Regions from separate parts of the Pan troglodytes genome. Here region 2 is linked to region 1. The links are chromatin contacts, called in public Hi-C maps. All regions are on one chromosome and are shown on one strand. Each heading gives the region's core, a stretch centred on a gene start, on an enhancer-like site or on the middle of the called end of the contact. The rest is flanking DNA. Distances are from core to core; before and after follow the strand shown. Region 1 has its middle 12 kb from the start of SERPINB1. Region 2 has its middle 29 kb from the start of SERPINB9.

Region 1 (3,700 bases), core at 797-3,296:
CTTGTTAAATACAAAATTTTAAAACATACCACAATATTTGGCACTTCATTTTCTTTATTAAACAAGGAGACTCAGAAAATCATAGTGGCCTGGGCCCATGTGAACCTCTGTGAAAGCCTCCCACAGGGAGAGAGGACTCGGATGCCATGGTCCTAGGTGGGAATGGGGGGAGCAGTGTAGGCCTCGGTGCGGACCCAATGCTGGGGCCCTAAGGCTCTCTCCTCTTTTCTTCCAGGTGGAAAACGAGCTTATATATGAAGAAGTCAGCGAGTGGACAAAGCCAGGCGCAATGGATAGCAAAGATGTGGAAGTCTCCTCGATTCAAGTTAGAAGAAAACCACAGCATGGAGTCTGCTCTCAGCTGTTGGGGAATTACTGATGCCTTTGACTAAGTCAAGACTGACTTTTCCAGAATATCACCCAAGAGATAAAGCCGTCCCTGTCCAAGTTTGTGCGCTAGCCCTTCATGGAGGTCAGAGAGGAAGAAACAAAGGCAGCTGTGGCCTCGGCGGTCACAGTGTCAGAACGCACAAGCCCCATAAAGAGGTTTCACGCAGGCCACCCATCCCTTTTCATTCTCCAGCAGAACAGGACAGAGAGCGTTCTGTTCTGCGGAAGGTCTTCCACTCTACAAGGCAATCCCTCCAGCTGCTTTGCTGTATTGTGCTGTCTCCTGTCACACTGAATGCAGTGACCTCAGCCAGCAGCAGGGAGAACCCCCCTGCCTCCCGAACAAAGGACCTCACGTGAAATCCTGAGCTCAGAGCTTACAGATATGTGTGTGCTTTCACTTTACATCGGCCGTGACTTTCAAACAACTTCAGGAAACTTTAGGATCTCTGAGGTACACTGGAGATTACAGCAGCGTAGAATGTTCTTTTGGATTTAGAACAGAAATGCTTATTTTATATTTGGCTGCTCCCAAACTGTCCCCAGACCTCCTCTCCAGTGGTTACCCTCCACTGTCCTGGATGTCCCACATTCACACTCACACCTCCACCCTAACAAAGTCCTCCACTGGGTCAAACCATACATCGCTTCGTCTCTGTAGTGACGACTTCCTGTCCTCTGCTCTGTGGATAAAGACCCCAGATAAAGATGCCTGTGTTGCTCAACTCTTGTAAATACTCTTGAGACATTCTGAAAGCAGAAGAAAAGGAGACAGACGATGTGGGAAAATAAAAGGGATGGTCTGCTTGTGCGGAAACGTTTTGAGAATGCCCTTCCCTAAGAGAGAACAGTAAAAGTGAACAATACTTCCTGAGCTGCGGGTTCATATGGCTGGACTGTGCTGTTTCTCACGGGAGAAGTTCTCGTCTCCCCTGCATGTACATCCCTGTTTGCCAGCCTGGCCTTCGGTGTGGTGATATCATGGTGCATTCCCAGGAGGGAAGTGCTTGGTCAAGACTTCTGCTTGGGTTCGACTATCAGTTCTGGTTTCCTTTAAGGCACAGGATCTTCCCTTTAAGGCACAAACACCCCCTTGACACAAAGTAAGGGACAAGGGAACTTTAAACTATTTGGAAACCCAAGCACAATAGGCTGTAGGTTGTAAAAAGAAATTACAAAGGTAATTTCATCCGGAAGAGGGAGCAGTTTAACTTCTGCAGGGTAAGATTCAGATTCACTTTTGTAACTGAACAGGGAATTTTCTAAATATTTTGAAAATGCCGAAACATTTCCTGTTGGCATTTCACAGAAACGTTCAAAGTTCCCTAATGATAGTTTCCGCTGTGCTCACTCCGGAGGCTGCTAAGCAGCCTCAGTAATTAGCTCGATGGAGGAAACGAAACTGGGGGGGGACTCAGTTCCCACGATAGGGAAACCAGGCAAGAAATATCGTCTCCTCCAGTTGCGCCGAGACAGTAGTTCTTACCTGGTTTCTCTATCATGGAGTCTTGGTTGGACTCTGCTATGCGTCTCTTGATGAAATGTGATACTAGCAATTGAACAATTACGAAAATGGATGGCGGTGGGTGGAGCGGTTTGTCACTACTGGAGTTGCGGAGGCTCAGTGGGGGAACCTGAGAAACACTGCGTCCCCCAGGTCATCACCGCGTCAGCACTGATGAGTCATGTTGATGGCATGGACCCTGAATATGACACAGTGAGATGGCACTTTACCTCTGTGGCCTTTCCCAGAAAAAACCATAACCCCAGTCTAACCATGAGAAAAATATAAGACAATGGTGCAGGCAGGGCATTTCAGGAGAGGGTCAGGGAAAGGGGAGGGGGTCCCAGGTGAGGGTCAGGGGAGGGGACTTCAGGAGAGGGACAGGGAGAGGGGAGGGGGCTCCAGGAGAGGGTCAGGGAAAGGGGAGGGGGTCCCAGGTGAGGGTCAGGGAAAGGGGAGGGGGTCCCAGGAGAGGGTCAGGGGAGGGGACTTCAGGAGAGGGACAGGGAGAGGGGAGGGGGCTCCAGGAGAGGGTCAGGGAAAGGGGAGGGGGTCCCAGGAGAGGGTCAGGGAAAGGGGAGGGGGTCCCAGGTGAGGGTCAGGGGAGGGGACTTCAGGAGAGGGACAGGGAGAGGGGAGGGGGCTCCAGGAGAGGGTCAGGGAAAGGGGAGGGGGTCCCAGGAGAGGGTCAGGGAAAGGGGAGGGGGTCCCAGGAGAGGGTCAGGGGAGGGTCAGGGGAGGGGACTTCAGGAGAGGGACAGGGAGAGAGGAGGGGGCTCCAGGAGAGGGTCAGGGAAAGGGGAGGGGACTTCAGGTGAGGGTCAGGGAAAGGCGAGGGGACTCCAGGAGAGGGTCAGGGAAAGGAGAGGGGGTCCCAGGACAGGGTCAGGGGAGGGGACTTCAGGAGAGGGACAGGGAGGGGGGAGGGGGCTCCAGGAGAGGGTCAGGGATAGGGGAGGGGGGGTCCCAGGAGAGGATCAGGGGAAGGGGTGGGGCTTCAGGAGAGGGTCTGAGAACACACAGGCAGGCAACACCTTAAAATCCCATCTCAGTCAGCAATGACTCCTCATAGGGCCACCACGAGCTTAAATGTCACTTAAATGTCCCTATTTGCCAGCCTGGCCTTCGGTGTGGTGATATCATGGTGCATTCCCAGGAGGGAAGTGCTTGGTCAAGACTTCTGCTTGGGTTCGACTATTGGTTCTGGTTTCACATGCACTGTGTGAACATGCTTCATACATTAGGTCAGCACCTCACTGTGTGAACACGCTTCAAACAGAGAGCACTGCACTGTGTGAACATGCTTCATACATGAGGTCAGCACCTCACTGTGTGAACATGCGTCATACAGAGAGTCAGCACCGCACCATGTGAACATGCTTCATACAGAAGATCAGCACCTCATTGTGTGAACATGCGTCATACAGAGAGTCAGCACTGCACCGTGTGAACACGCTTCATATAGAGAGTCAGCTCTGCACTATGTGAACACGCTTCATACATAGGGTCGGGTCAGCACCGCACCGTGTGAACATGCTTCAGACAGAGAGTCAGCCCTGCACTATGTGAACATGCTTCATGCAGAGAGTCTGTCCTGCACCAGGTGAACACGCTTCATACAGGTCAGCACTGCACTGTGTGAACACGCTTCATACAGAGGGTCAGCACCACACCATGTCAACACGCTTCATACAGAGAGTCAGCCCCGCACTATGTTCACATGCTTCATGCAGAAAGTCTGTCCTGCACCAGGTGAACACGCTTCATATAGAGAGTCAGCTCTGCACTATGTGAACACGCTTCAGA
Region 2 (3,880 bases), core at 431-2,930, 79 kb before region 1:
TTACACTGCTTTTTAATTTGAAACATCTGATGACACTTGAACAAATGAAAGTTTTTCTTCTGCTAATGCAGCCAATGCGTCCATGTATTGCTTTACTTTTTGAAAATGACAGAAATTAACTTCAAATAGCAGACATTTGATCAAATGAACAGCCTGCTTTACAAACTAATATATAAATATATCCTCTGCAATGCACTTGATAGATTATTATCTTTGGACAGAATTTTCTTTCTTTCTTTCTTTCTTTCTTTTTTTTTGGAGACTGAGTCTCACTCTGTCACCCAGGCTGGAGTTCAGTGACGTTTATCTTGGCTCACTGCAACCTCCGCCTCCCAGGTTCAGGCGATTCTCCTGCCTCAGCCTCCAGAGTAGCTGAGACTATAGGCACCTGCCACCACACCTGGCTAATTTTTGTATTTTTGGTAGAGACAGAGTTTCACCATATTGGCCACGCTGGTCTCAAACCCTGACCTTGTGATCCACCTGCCTCGGCCTCCCAAAGTGCTGGGATTACAGGGGTGAGCCACCGTGCCCGGCCAGAATTTTCTTAAAATAAGTTCTAACTTTTGAAGGAGGTGCTAGTATTTCCTTATAGATTAGCATCTTATCGTTTTTACATGGTCAGAGATAGCACTATGGTGCCACTGGTGAGTGGTAAGCAGCAACATTTTGTGCACACTAAACATTCCACCTCTTGTGATATGAAAATTCAGTACTTAATTTTTGAGCTCACTGTTTGCTAAAAGGATTTATTGCAAAATTAAAGTATAGCCAAACAGGCTGGGTGCGGTGGCTCTTGCCTGTAATTCCAGCACTTTGGGAGGCCGAGGTAGGTGGATCACCTGAGGTCAGGAGCTCGAGACCAGCCTGGCCAACATGGCGAAACCGTGTCTCTACTAAAAATACAAAAAATTAGCCAGTTATGCTGGCGGGCGCCTGTAATCCCAGCGCTTGGGAAGCTGAGGCAGGAGAATCTCTTGAACCTGAGAGGCGGAGGTTGTGGTGAGCCGAGATGGTGCGACTGCATTCCAGCCTGAGTGACACAGTGAGACTCTGTCTCAAAATAAATAAAATTAAGTAAAAAAGTATAGTCAAACAATAAAATAAATGGCTGTAGATTTTCCTATATAATGAATAACAAAACCACTGTAGCAAAAGAGTTTGGGCTTATATCTATAATAATTTATAGCCTCTATTTCCTCTATTTAAATATGCCTCTATTTTTATATAGCCTCTATTTAAATATGCCTAAATTATAGTTTAAACTGTGTACCTAAACTATACTTTTCCATGTTTCCAACTGACTCTGCCAAATGATGGCTTCTCAAAAGCCACAGCACGAGCCACATTACAACCCAGTGGCTGTCAGGGGAAAGCAGTCCCAAATAATTATCTCCACAGTACTAGAGTCCAGAAGGACGTAGCTGTCCCTAGCTGCTTGTGAACAAGGATTAAGTTGTTTTATCAGTGAGTGAGTTCCTTATGTCCTGTCCTTGAAGGGGGAGACTTCTGGAAAGGATCAGACTCACAAGTTGCCTGTCAGATTTAACCAAGATTAAAGTGAGCATCCTACACCTGCTGAGTCACTTAGCAATTGATTGTCTCTTGGCTCTAGAGCCTCCTCTCATGTAACCCTGGAGTTGCTGTCACTTCCCTAGATGGCACAATGCTATGCTTCGTCACTAGAGGATGCCAGTGAGACACTGCCAGGAAAGCCCGGTAGAAAGACACCTGTCGTTCCCAGTTCTGGTTCTCCTGTAACCACTCAGTGCAGGGTCCAGCAGCCCACACAGACCATCTCTAGCCTCATTCTCATGTTTTCTCCACACAACAGCCATTTCTGCAGTCGCAACAGCTGCAACCTCAGGCAGCTGTGTCCCTACCTGGCCTTTTGCTTCTGCGGACGGCTCTGGCCTGCCACACCCCTTCTGCGGACGGCTCTGGCCTGCCACACCCTCTGGCAATGGCAGACAGCTCCTGGTGGCCCACTCTGACCCATGCACTCTGCCAGCAGCAGCTGCATGTTTCTGTGGCAGCTGCATCCTCTTCAAAAAGATCTGAGTTTCAGCCCGAAGTGTGTGTGGGGTGGGGGTGGGGTAAAGGTCTCCTAACACTTTAGTCTTTCCTCATCCACTCTCACTGGGCCTGTGGGTAACAGCTGCCCCTTTTTCACATGCTGCTTCTGTGCCCCTTTTCCTAACTAACAATCCTTTATATTCTCCTCTGTTCACATAACTGATGTGGCTTTGTCTCCTGAGTGGACCCTGACAGGTGTAAGTGTAGTGGGAGCTCACAGTACAAAGTAAAGACCTGCCAACCCCCCTCCTGTAGCTGTTACTAACAATACTTCATTGAAAATGAAAAGCCTGTGACAAATGCTGACCCAGGCAGGATACCAAGGCAACAGGTATAACTGGGACTGTCCCAGACAAGCCATGCTGTATGGTCATCCTGCTGACATGCCGTATTCCAAGAGGAGATGAGGATTATATTTCCTATTTAATTTTCCTGTCTGCATTGCATGCAGTCAAAGCACCCCAAAAAGGAATGGATACATTTAGAAGACAAACAGGCCTCCCTAACTGCCACCCAACTCCTTGTCATTTAATACTTCCAGGTAATACCCCTGGAATTAATAGGGTTTCTCATTCAACAAGGCACTAAGGAGACACTAATGGCAGCTTCCAGGTGGGATCATGTCCGAAACACGTTTCTCTCACAAGCTCCTTCAAACAGAAAAATCCGACAAACTAATTAATGTGATGCTTTTTGAATTGAGGTCCACCGGGTTCCACACGTTCCTGGGTCAGCAAGCATTCTCCAACATTTCTCTTCAGTGGCCTGCTTTCATTTGCTAATGATCTTTGAAAAGAGGGTTGGTTAATTTGATATTTACATTTTTTTTCTTTTTGAATAGCAAGAATTCCAAATGTAATGACCTGTTCTGTCAAAAGTGGCTATTAGTGGAATACCTAGCAAATATTTTTGAAAAACTGTAATGGATTGCCTTAGTAGGTAAAGATGCATCTTATTGAAAGAGGGTGGAATGATCATTTTAAAACATCTATTTGAAAGTTTTTCTTTCCCTTGTTAAATGATGTTATTGCTACAAAATGATGTTAAAACTCATATACTTATTTTTAACACTTGGAAATGTAATTTTATAACCTTTAAAAAACTCTTCCAAGGGCTGGGCATGGTGGCTCAGGCCTGTAATCCCAGCACTTTGGGAGTCTGAGGCGGGCAGATTGCCTGAGCTGAGGAGTTCGAGACCAGCCTGGGCAACACAGAGAAACCCCGTCTCTACTAAAATACAAAAAATTAGCCCAGTGTGGCAGCATGTGCCTGTAATCCCAGCTACTTGAGAGGCTGAGGCAGGAGAATTGCTTGAACCTGGGAGGCGGAGGTTGCAGTGAGCTGAGATCGTGCCATTGCACTCCAGCCTGGGCAACAGAGCGAGACTCCATCTCAAAACAAAAACAAAAACAAACAAAAAACTCTTCCAAAAAGAAGAGGTTTGGTTGGTTTCAAATAATTAAAAATATAAATGTATAAAATCTTAAATATTATAATTAGACATAGATTGACAATCAAACATCAAGGCTTAGTAAGCTTTTATCAATGATTTTATTTTATTTAAATCAACCCATATAATCCCAGTGCTTTGGGAGGCTGAGGTGGGAGGATTGCTTGAGTCCAGGAGTTTGAGCCCGAAGCGAGCTATTGTTAGGGAAGTGGGAGCCCAGGAGAGCCAGAATAACGCCATTTTAAGTTCAGCTTCATCTTGAGACTAATGAGGCACATTCTTTTCCAGTCACCACCCATAGTCATAAGATATTTACACTTAAGGAAACAGCTTTAAAGACACCTGCAGGGACAC

What was found. Hi-C and Micro-C count contacts between places; a contact is called where the count stands out from the background.
Region 2: a Hi-C map of induced pluripotent stem cells shows a contact between it and region 1, with 1.9 times the contacts expected there. The contact joins two enhancer-like sites. A contact is called at or near these places in 3 of 7 Hi-C or Micro-C datasets (induced pluripotent stem cells and stem cell-derived neural progenitor cells) and 1 of 1 other capture datasets (stem cell-derived neural stem cells).

Annotation. Positions count from the first base shown.
Region 1 is chr5:8,798,512-8,802,211 of NHGRI_mPanTro3-v2.0_pri, reverse strand. No RefSeq gene overlaps it. Among named protein-coding and RNA genes, the nearest start is that of SERPINB1, 12 kb to the right of the region's middle. Within about 2 kb of position 2,046, at least 15 of the 24 cell types and tissues checked have an H3K27ac peak or open chromatin away from gene starts, as enhancers often do. A contact at or near this core is called in induced pluripotent stem cells, where this site is marked.
Region 2 is chr5:8,876,546-8,880,425 of NHGRI_mPanTro3-v2.0_pri, reverse strand. No RefSeq gene overlaps it. Among named protein-coding and RNA genes, the nearest start is that of SERPINB9, 29 kb to the right of the region's middle. Within about 2 kb of position 1,680, at least 5 of the 24 cell types and tissues checked have an H3K27ac peak or open chromatin away from gene starts, as enhancers often do. A contact at or near this core is called in induced pluripotent stem cells, where this site is marked.